2 separate regions of the Danio rerio genome follow, and region 1 is linked to region 2. The links are chromatin contacts, called in public Micro-C maps. All regions are on one chromosome and are shown on one strand. The core of a region is the stretch at or near the end of the contact, and the rest is flanking DNA. Distances in the headings are between cores, read along the strand shown. Region 1 overlaps raph1a (Ras association (RalGDS/AF-6) and pleckstrin homology domains 1a). Region 2 holds the start of abi2a (abl-interactor 2a).

Region 1 (6,308 bases), core at 829-3,328, 140 kb after region 2:
ATGACATCACAGACCTGATCTATGCTGTCAACCGTGACCAGTATGACATTATTAGCATCAGCGCATTAACAGGACACAGATTCACAGTCCTCATCTTTTAGTCTCACCTTTGTTAGTTTGTCCAGCTCTCCAAGCCACGCTCCAAACATTTTGTCCAAGTCCTGGTCCTCTTTATCGCTGTCCTCCTCCGCAGCATGATCCAGCTCGTCATCTGAAAACTGCTCCATCTGAAACACAACCAACATTGTACAGATGTTTACATTTAAAATGCAATCTGAGGTATCATTAATGAAAAAACAACTGTGTAGGTTTAATGATCATTTTATAAACATAGAAAAAAATGCCAACAAATCGAGTTTTTATCAATAAGCTTCATGACTTTTGGACTTTATAATGCTAGAAACAAAATCCATGCAAAAAAAAAAAAAAAAAAAAAGATCTGTCAGGAGACATATAAATTAAAATAGGTGTGAATGTGAAAATAGATTAGTTTACTGACGACCACTGAACCAGTAAAACATAAAAACATGACCAACAGGCATTTGAATGCACATTAAAAACCTTTATGAACACTTTTAGACCTAAAATACGCTTGGTCAATTTGAGCTTGTACCTATATATATATATATATATATATATATATATATATATATATATATATATATATATATATATATATATATATATATATATATATATATAATTTTTTAAAGTTATTTATGCTGATATAGGCCTGTCACAAAAAGCAATTTTTGTTGTGCAATATATTGTCACAGAAGTTTTTGCAATAAGCAATATTATTTTCATTTTTAGATAAAATCATGGCACTGATTATATAATAATTACATAACAGCATAATAATGCAAACAGCCATAAACATTTTATAATACTTATTATTCTTAAGGTTATTTAGATTTCATAATTAGACGTTAAAAAGGTATAGTATATATCTATATATCAACGGTGAGATAGAATGTAAACATCATTGTAAAATGACTTTCATTTTTTTGGTGAAATTGTAAACATATATTGCTGGGGTAAAAATTATTGAAGTTATCTCCAAGTATTGCATGATAAGTCAATATATTGATTATTGTGACAGGTCTTTGTTGATAGAATAACAACAGTAAAAAAATCTATCAATTTAAATTAAATGTAACGCACACAATAATTAAGAAAAGTCATGGGTTTTGTTTCCACAAAGCAATTCGTTTGCAAAAGTTTAAAATGGTCAAACAATGACATTGGTAGATCTGGTGTTAAGTCTGCGATCAATAAAATCGTTAATAAAAAATTGTAAGTTTTAAATTTCAATAAATTGCTTTCTTTTTTACATAATAACCTAATAATAAAAAATGACCATCTTATCTTTATCTTCATAAACAAAAATGACAAAAAAACAGACAGCACAACTATTTTAAACAATAATGTTTTTTCAGCAGTAATGTAGACCTTGTGACATTATACACTGGAGTAATGGTGTAGAAAAGACTCGTTCTGACTGTTTCTCTGGAAATGCTTTATTTATAACTTACTGTGTGAGTTTCAGTAAAATGTTAACATTTTTTATTCTACAGAAGTCTATTAACGCTTTTCCAAATTTCAAATAAAGAGGTTTTGATTTTAAACAAAAAGACAAATGACTATGTGTTGTGCTTGAAAATCAAGGATATTCCAGCAAATATTGATTTCTTAACTCTAAACTTTAAAAAGATGCTCTAAATGACAACATTTTGATTTTATATTTGAAGGATATGCATATTTAATTTACAAACTAAAACAAAACAGTTTAATCAAACACGTATAAATGATAAATCCTGAGAAACTACGAAACACTTCGGAATTCAATGGCTACTGGTTTCCAACATTCTTCAAACTATCTTCTGTGTTTAACCACAGAAAGAGATTTTGAATTTGTTTTGGAACAAGTTAAGGGTGAATAAATGGTGACAGAATATCCATGTCTTGGATGAACTATATCTTTAATCTCAAGTGCACAGGGCCTTTACTAATGCCTCAGATTTATAATCAGACGCTGCTCTGAAAATGTAAAACACTCTGGTTCCCTCTAGTGGCCAAGATGACACAGAACCACTGATATTGTATAACAAAAACCACCTCACTATCCAACGTTACTCATGGACAGTGTTGTCAGTCACTATTGTAAATTATGAAGTAATTAAGTAACATCACAGCCACAATTTTTCTTTGAACTCAGAGTATGAATGATTAATTGATAACAAGACTCCAAGCCTGTAGAATCTCTCAATAAGCAGGGCAGATGGAGACCTGGTGTGTGTACAGTACATGTCTGTGGAACACATCTGCATAGATCAGTGTCTTCTTATCAGATGGTTTGGAAATCTTCCTTCCTGGCTGTAAATGGCTGATTTTGGCAAGCTTAGCACAAACACAGTTCAATCGCTGTTACAACACAGAGCCAATAATGCTAATGTTTCAGTACCAAACATCAACATAACACTAGGTTTATGGCACAGCAAATTTTCTTTTTGAGATAATTGTTGAAGCTTTTACCGCAACTTACATTATCACAAAATTGCCAGAAGCTGCAAAAAAAGATTACTTTAACAGTTTAATTTAAAGAACTTTATCCTTTGTGCATTGGTTTATTGTATATACAGTAAATAGTAAACACGTTTCAGACAAATTTTAAGAAAAAATGATAAAACACAATAGCTAACTCTTTACAATAAGGGCTTTATAATAAGTAAGCTGCTCCGTTACAAATGTTAATTTCATTAGTTATTAAAATGTTCTCCCTGCATTCGCGTGGGTTTCCTCCGGGTGGTCCGGTTTCCCCCACAGTTCAAAGACATGCAGTACAGGTGAATTGGGTAAGCTAAAGTGTAAGTAGTGTAAAAATGAGTGTGTGTGGATGTTTCCCAGAGATGGTTTGCGGCTGAAAGGGTAAGTTGGCGATTCATTCCGCTGTGACGACCCCAGATTAATAGAGGAACTAAGCCGAGAAGAAAATGAATGAATGAATGAATTAAATTCAATTCAATTCAGCTTTATTTGTATAGCGCTTTTACAATGTAGATTGTGTCAAAGCAGCTTCACATAAATGGTCATAGTAACTGGATCAGGGTAGTTCAGTTTTTAATGTTTAAGTTCAGTTCAGTTTAGCTTAGTTCAGTGTGGTTTAAAGTCATTATTGAGAGTCCCAACACTGAAGAGCAAATTCATTGATGAGTAGTTTTTCATGAATGAACAATGTTGGAAACTGGTAACCACTGACTTGTATAGTAGGAAAAACAAAACCTAAGTTAATGGATACAGGTTTTCAGCCTTAATCAGATATGTGATATGTGAAGGGTGAGTAAATGGAGACATAATTTTTATTTTTGGGTGAACTATCTCTTTAACTTAACCTTGGAATTATAGGGTTTTATCTGCATTCTCAATGGTTTTGAGATATTGAGCTTCAAAGTTTCTGAATTTCATATAGCAAACAGTGAGTGTGTAACATTTGTTGTTAAATTAAAAAAAATCTTAAAATGTAAACAAAACATCCCATAATGTAAATAAGTTTCCGTTTAATAAGAATATGCCAATATCTATTTTTTTGACAAAAATGTCAGATGCAACCTTATAATTCTAAGATGTTGTTATGTTATTACATGGCTGTCTGGAATACTTAATTCTGATTGGTCAAGTCGCTACATTTTAAGATATGTTACAGAGAGTGGGATTTTGTCATTACTGTACAATGCATTCTGGGAATTAGAGGCAGGTCAGACTTTATTCTGCAACAACAACTACCAGGATAGCCTTTATATACAAGATCAATAACATAAATAATAATAATAAGGTTATGATGACATTCTCTGTTTCACATAGTGAGTCATTTGGTGATATGCATTTCATAGCTCCACACTGTAAAACAATTTACTTTAAAATTAACAGTAACCAACTGGCAAGTTTGGTTGAAAATTTACAAGTGCACTGCAGATAGATGAATACAATTTATTGTAAAGTTTACAGTAACTGTTTACAGTAACTGGCCGTTTTGACTGCATCAAAATTAAATTTAACAATTGTAATATAACAATACAGCATAATTGTAATTATTTATTTATAGAGTTCTTGTAAATTTACAGTTTTACTGGCAACCTAAATTGTTCATGTATTTAAATGATATTTTTCTATTAATTGTATTATAAGACTTCAATCATTTGCTGCTGCGATGAACCCCACTAAAATACACTCTTAATAATAAGAATATTTTTCAAAACCAGAGTAAAAGTTAAGATAATACATTTATACAGTGTTTAAATGACCATGATGATATGCTGGATGATCATTATTATGATATATTGTATGACTGAATGTTAGCACATGCCTAGAGAGCACACCGTTTATATTCAAGCCTCGTTGAACAAAATAAGCACTGTTACACTGCATAACAGAATGGGAATAATCCTCTTACATTATTAAAATTCTTCTCCAGTACTTTGGTCTGAAAATATCCAGTCACTGGTGAGGAAACCTCGTGGACAGACTGTACCAGGCCACAGAAATCTCCACCGTGAACGTTACGGAAAGAGAAGGAAACTAAAACTAGACATGGGCTATTTACAGTAGTTTTGTTGGAACGGTTTCTAACCCGGTCGTTCTGAAGCCAGTGTGGTAGGTATGAAATGCAGAAGGGGGTGAACATTTCAAATCTGGCAACCCTGTAATTGTGGGTCAGTCCTTCTGAAACATGCAGAGGGAAAGTGGGCAGTGGGGTGATGAAGTGCTGGCCAGATGTTGCAGTGTTTAGACCTTCATCACAACAGCCGGCAGGATCATTTGAGATGGAGAACAGAGAGCAGAGACCACTGCAAACCTCTTAAACATGGCAGCACAGCTGAAGAATTATCAACAATGCCTCAATACTTTTACAAATCACCATCTTTACAGTACACCATACAGAAAAATATCAGAAAAGATAATACTGTTATGTACACTACTCTTATGCTCATTCATTTGATTAAAACATGGTAAAAAGCAGGTTTAATTATTATGATGTCTTTAATAGTTTGACATTTTGTCATAATAAATTTTATGTCATAGTCATGGTTTATTTTATAAATATATACTAAAACAGTTGCTGATTACGGTTTATGGAAATTGTGATTTTTTTCTTGACACCATGATTCATAGGAAGTTTCAAAAATAATTGAAGATTTTTTAGTAATATTATTGATGCATTCATCAATGTACTGTATTCTGTCACTTTTGATTAATTTAATGTGCACCTACTAAACACTTTTTCAAATCAAAATAAAGTACAATAAAAATACCATGTTCCCAAACTTGCAAACTATACTGTTTCTTGTTATATTATATTATATTATATTATATTATATTATATTATATTATATTATATTATATTATATTATATTATATTATATTATATCATATTTTTTAGTAAATTGTTTGATTTCACACAAAGCGACTTCTGGGTCCAAGGACTGTATCAATACAGGTAGGCTCATCAAATGGTAACAATAAACATTTACAAAGCTCTACAATACTCTGGAAAAACCTGATCATTGCTGTGTGTATGTATATATATATATATATATATGTATATATATATATATATATATATATATATATATATATATATATATATATATATATATATATATATATATATATATATATATATATATATATATATATATGTATATATATGTATATATATGTATGTATATATATATATGTATATATATGTATATATATATATATATATATATATATATATACATACATACATACATACATACATACATACATACATACATACATACATACATATATATATATATATATATATATATATATGTTTCATACTGTACGTCACTACTTAAGAGGACAGTTCCAAAGTTTGGGGTAGACTTTCCAACTGTACAATACTTTTATTCAATGAATTGATTACAAGTTGTTTTGAATGCAGCGGCGAGGCTTTTAACCAACACTAGAAGGAGATTGCACATTACTCCTGTGGCTTCCTATTATAGTTTTAGGGTAAAAATGTTAAGATTCTGGTCATTACATATAGAGCTCTACGTGGTCAAGCACCACTATATATTCAAGATCTTTTATGTAGTCACTCATGTAGCTGGTCTTTAAAGTTTTCTGGCAAAGACCTTTTTAGTCATTCCCAGAACTTGTCTCAAGACTAAGGCCCAATCCCAATTCTACCCCTTAGATGAGATTGCAATGGGATATGATGACGTGTGCAGGTGTTGTAGTGCTGTCCCAATTTTTAGGGGTAAATTTTAAAGCCCTTCCCC
Region 2 (6,265 bases), core at 1,031-3,530:
ACCTAACCCCACCCCTAAACCCAATCGTCATTTGGGGGTGAGCAAATCGCACTAATTAGATCGTACGAATTCATACGAATTAGCCACTACATCAAAATGTTACGAATTGCCGTGAGATCATAGTAGCAGATTCTCATTCCTTCCAACAAATTGCAAATGCTTTTGGACATGCATCAATTGCTTTAATACAACACTCTGTCTGCTGTTTGTAAAATTATAATTTGCTTATGTCATGTCAGTCAAAATTAACTAAACTTGTAAACGCTGAATAGTCATTCCACATAAAACTAATAGTCCTCATTTCATTACTTGAGTCCTGACATACAAAAATGTTGAACTAGTTGTCAAAATCTGTAAAGCAAAATTTGTTTAAAAAAGAATTCCTTGAAAATGTCTTCCAAATTTAACAATTTTATGAACGATTTACAGACCTATGCATGCTGTTCAGTATACTGCAATATTGTTTACAGTTGTGCACAGGTCTACTCAATGAAAGTTTATGTTTGTTGTAAATAAGGGTGTATTTATTCTTTCGCACAATGGTGTGAATAAATTAGAATTACAAAAAGCATATGCAGTAAAAATATTAAACATTCATATTCAGTGTCTTGCACTCACATACCTCACTAAATGCAGTGATGCATCTTTACATCTCTACATCTTTACTGTAGTTTTCTAATGGCTGTGCAAATAGTATCTAGTGCTGTCTTGAGCATTTTCAGGAAGTGTCACCAAAATCTGACTTATTCAGCATTGGAAAATATTTACAGAGTAAACTCTCATAATGAAAACATGACAAAGACATTTGACTATCATGTTCATAAACAATGGTGGCAGGACTTTTCATCTTGATGACACTGACACTTTCATTGACGTGAATACTTGCTTTTGGGGAATGAGCTATCCATTTTGAGCAAGTGACTTACTTTTGCAGGTTATCAAATAGGTTTTGCAGTTTGTAATAATTGTTTTGAGAAATGTATCAACCGTTTTGCAAATGTAAATAATGTGAGAAATACACCAAAGCCACTGACAACATTAAATGGAATTGAGAGAGAGAGAGAGAGAGAGAGAGAGAGAGAGAGAGAGAGAGAGAGAGAGAGAGAGAGAGAGAGGTGTAAACCATGACCATAATGATGATAATACATTTCAGACAGACAGACAGACTGGATGGATGGATGGATGGATGGATGGATGGATGGACGGACGGACGGACGGACGGACGGACGGACGGACGGACGGACAGACAGACAGACAGACAGACAGACAGACAGACAGACAGACAGACAGACAGACAGACAGATAGATAGATAGATAGATAGATAGATAGATAGATAGATAGATAGATAGATAGATAGATAGATAGATAGATAGATGATGTTCTTTTGTAATTTTTGAACATCTATATAAAATACAAATAAATGAAAATGTTGATCTGCAAAAACATTCATCAAATTGTTTGGATGTTTGTTTTCTAACAGATCATGTGACATTGTAAATAATGATCAAATCAAACAAATAAATTACATTTTAAAACAAAGTTTTCACTATTGACACCTTTATATTGATATAATATTTATCTTTTCACTCTCTTTTGAACAAACAAATGCAACTTGATGAGCTAAAGACCTTAAAAATCAGCACTATTAATCAGAATGAAATGAGTTTATTGAGCATGCTTCATAGTTCCACAACAAATTGATCACATCAACTTAATTGTTTTCTCAAATTTAAGTAGGTTCAACATAAAATAATTAGGTTGTCCCAAAAACAACTTAAGAATTGTGTTGTTTCAACTTATTTTAAATAAGTAGTTTAAACAAGCAACAAAAGTAATTTGAGTGATCAGCCATTTTTGATTGCATGATGTATAATAATCCTAATATTATATTATATTATATTAATTATATTATATTATATTATATTATATTATATTATATTATATTATATTATATTATATTATATTAATTATATTATATTAATTATATTATATTATATTATATTATATTATATTATATTATATTATATTATATTAATTATATTATATTATATAATATTATATTATATTTTATCATATTATATTATATTACATTACATTACATTACATTATATTATATTATATTATATTATATTATATTATATTATATTATATTTCAACTTTTCGCCATAGTAGGATTGGTAGACGCGCTTCCCTGCTTTCCCCAAACTCAACGGGGAGGTGAAGCGGCGGTACTTCCTGTCGCTAGTTGCGCGTGGAGGGAGAGAGAGGGAGATGTAAAGATGGCGGAGCTGCAGATGCTGCTGGAGGAGGAAATTCCAGCGGGTCGCAGAGCGTTGTTGGACAGTTTCACCAACCTTGACAGAGTCGCCGAGTACTGCGAAAGTAACTACGTACAGGTGAGCGGCGAAGGAGTACGCATTGTATGTGTTTGTGGAGTTGGGGAGGCTGGAAGTGTGTGTATGTGTGTGCGGTGGTTGTTGATCATCTGTTGAGGCTCAGCGCTAAGTACGTACAAACAACCGCGGCTTGTCCGTGTTCAGATTAACTATAAAAGTTTATGACACTCGTAGGTGAGGCTTTAAACTAAGCGGTGGCTACTTTTGGAGGGCTTGAACTTCTGTGTGCAGTGATTTGAGCGTGTAGGTAGGTAGTATTCAAGTTACATGATCATTGGGGAAACTTTGCTCTGTCAATAATGAATGCGAGTGAAGCAGCTGACAGCACTGTTCAAAACAACGCGGATAAAATTCAAATCATTTAGTCTTGTAAACGTAGACCTATATTGTGAAAATAGACGACACTTAGCTGATTGTAACCACTTTGAAGTGAAATCTTGACATGCTGTTTGAAGCATATTGTAAGTCTAAACATTACCTTTAGATTATTTTTTGTTTTTATTTTTGTCTAAAATTTCAGTCAGTTTGTAATCTGTAAATAATTCGTATTTTATATGCTTTTTGGTACATTGCAATCATAACTGTTTTGGTGCAATCAATACTGGGGTGATAGTGTTTTTGACATGATGGTTAGTAGCATATCATGTTTTTGGATTAGTATAAATTTCAAAGCAATTTCTTTAAGTGCTGGATAATTGAGCAATTCCATGCAAATATCAACCTTCCCATAAAAAATAGGTTTTTACCAAAATAGACATACAGTTTCTACATTTTTTTTTGTGTAAGTATTTTACAGTACTTTAAAAATACTCAGAAATGTCTCTGTCAATGTTTTCAAACTATTATATTTGATTTACCAAAGTCACACAAGTAGCAATTTTACATCTGTCACATCCATAACGGAGAGGCATCTTATCCATAATAAAGCTTTTCTCTCAAAAATGTCAAATAAAATGAAATCAATAATTTTTGTTTCATACTGAGCCAACTCTTATCTCTTTGATTAACATTACTTCTTTTGGGTTGTACAGTTAGTAGTAGTATGTTATACTGTAAACTCTGCTGACTTTTTTTGCATGTTAACATTTAATGCATGTTTATTTTCTTCTTTTAAAATTTAAAATGTATTTACAGATTGATATTTTTCTGTTCCCATAACGCTGTGGTTAGTTGTTTTGGAAAATATAAACAGATGTTTCGATATTATGTTAACATATACTTTCTATGTGAATTTATGGTTTGAGTTTTTACTACAATTGTCACATCCATGATTCTGGAATTGCTCAATTATGTTTTTTTTATGGGTGACTGAAGAGCCATGCAAATCTTTTTGTCTGTTTTAGATTTTTTTTAAAAATTCAATGGTAAAATCTTAATTTAATCTATATCTCCTGTACACTTTTTCTAAACATAAAAATGCAGATAGAAGCTGTGATGACATTAAACCCAAGCATACAAACTTAATGCAAATGAATTAAGCAAATTGTTAATTATAGAAAGTAAACTTTATTTTGTAGCCTCCATTTTTTCCTGTAATATTCACAATATTCTTTGCACATCTGCTCATACATTATATACTTTACATAATTGTAAAGCAATTTCTATGCCTTCATCTTTTGACTTATATCCAAAAGCAGTTTTTGTGATTCTCAGCACTGATGTATGCAAACTCTCACTTAGGAGTTTGTTAGGAGCAATATTTTTTTTAATAGCAAGGGCCAGTTTTTAAATATTTACATTATGGGATTTTAGAACAGAGTTGTGAAGGAACAAGAGTAATGAGAATGTCATTGAAGCAGACCTTCTGTCACATTTTCCATCCTGTGCTCTTGTAAATTGTGTATTTGGACATGGAATTCTCTGTTCAGTGTGATCAATGAATGTCTATATGGGTAACTAAACTATGCCACCATCTGGAGCTCACTACATATAGGCAGCACAGCATACAAATAATGCTCTTCACATGAAGACTACTTGCGTTTTATTATCCTATATTTAAGCTAATGATGTTTTATGATTTAAAAAAAGCACATAATAGGGATGGGATGATAACCGTTTTCAAGGTTTACTGTGGTTTGAAAAAGTCAGTTTTTTTTCTAAACCGCAAATCTTTTCTGTTATATCGTTCCTGCAATATATATACAGATTTTTTACTTGTTAAAGACTTGTAACTTCATCCAAGCATGCTTTGGACCCGAACAGTGTTTTTCACTGCCTTATTTATATCCAATGAAAAGAAAGATATTCAAAGATGCATTTTCAAGTAAAGAAATCTGTGCTTTTGAAACGAATGAAGAATCAATGATTTATTTTAATTATTTTGACATATTTACTGTTCCAAAATATTGAAATATATTGTGTTCAATGGGGAAAAAGTTGTTGTTGTTACCTAGATATTTAAAAATAATCAGTATACTATAATGCCAATATTGCTATATTATATTAATATTACTAAGTCAGAATATCTACTATTTTTAATCCAAGGTTAGCACAAAATCAGTTTTATCACATCATTTTTTGCTGGGTTCCAGGACATGTTGGACTTTCAGGCAATGAGCGAGCTGATGCAGCTGCTAAAGATGCTTTGAAGCAAGTAGTGATCAAATGCCAAATTCCTCCATCAGAGATGAAACCTTTTATCAACGCTTGCATTTTAAACAAGTGGCAAAAGGAATGGGATGCATTAGAAAACAATAAATTACATGAAATCCAACCTGAAATTTCACACAGAATTTAAAGACATTTTAACAATCGATTTGATCAAGTAGTTTTTACCAGATGTCGTATTGGGCATACGAGAATACCACATGGTTTTTTGCTCCAAGGTGAAAACCCTACCCTTACTGGACTGTCCTGCTTTTACTAATTCCAGAAGCCTTTTTTATGAAATGAACTCTTTGAAGGACATTTTTAACAAAGTGAAAACAGAAAAGATTTTAGAATTTTTATCATGTATTAACACAAAAAATCTTATTTAATTTGTTTTTTTGTTTGTTGATTTTTAAATTGTATATTTATTGTTGAAAGATTCCTGCCATGAAAATAGCCTTGGTTGCTGATATGGCATTAAATAAAAAAATACATTACATTACTAATCCAAGGTTAGCATATCGTCACAAACTGTATCTTATATTAGTTCAATTAGTTAAAACACCTGCAGCAGTCTTCAGTGCGACATTTGATCAATTTAATGAGCCTTTAATGAATAAAAGTATTTATTGATTCATTTGTTACTTGGAACAGTGGAACTGCCATTAAAAGTCATTGAATAATTGTCTGATTATACACGTAGCTTCAAAAGCAGCATGTGTTAATGTTATTTAGTTATATATTAAAAAGGAATATCTGGGTTGTCCTTACATCGGAATTCAATTTCAATCGGTACTGAAATTTAAAAAACGCCCATTTCCATTTGGAGTCTTTTAAAGCGGCGATTCATCAATGGATCGCTCTTATGTCAGCTTATAAACAAACCAGCTGATCGATGTGACTTTAAAACGCTCCAGTGTCCCTCTATATGTGGTTCACTCAGTGAACAGTGGTGAGTTTGAGTAACCGATGACCATCACAGCCAGTCACAGTCATTTCTGTTGAGCATGTGAAAATCAATGGAAAATCTGTGGTTTAAAAACGTGCTCCACAGCTACTAAATGTTTGCTGGAAATAGACATTTTAAAAAATCCAGTATACTGATTGGTATCAAATTCCAGTATCGAGGCAACCCTATAATAGATTCAATAAACGGACAGTTTTTTCATCACATAAATGTAGAACAGTGGCTTTCTGACTACCATAGTTTGAAGCATGACATTCTTTGTAAGGTTAATGTCTGCTTATAGAGAGGTTTATTACACCCAAAAATCATCAG

The links. A called contact is a pair of places that touch in the nucleus more often than the background predicts.
Region 1: a contact with region 2 is called in a Micro-C map of caudal fin, with 3 times the contacts expected there. The contact joins the enhancer-like site here to the promoter of abi2a in region 2. A contact is called at or near these places in 2 of 18 Hi-C or Micro-C datasets (caudal fin and an unstated tissue).

The regions. Positions count from the first base shown.
Region 1 is chr9:14,018,878-14,025,185 of GRCz12tu, forward strand. raph1a (Ras association (RalGDS/AF-6) and pleckstrin homology domains 1a) reads right to left here. Exons shown (of 15, transcript NM_001366728.1): 3 at 108-227. The coding sequence starts at 227. Among named protein-coding and RNA genes, the nearest start is that of raph1a, 87 kb to the right of the region's middle. Within about 2 kb of position 2,079, at least 6 of the 62 cell types and tissues checked have an H3K27ac peak or open chromatin away from gene starts, as enhancers often do. A contact at or near this core is called in caudal fin, where this site is marked.
Region 2 is chr9:13,878,120-13,884,384 of GRCz12tu, forward strand. abi2a (abl-interactor 2a) reads left to right here and starts at 2,281. Exons shown (of 10, transcript NM_001076586.2): 1 at 2,281-2,397. The coding sequence starts at 2,281.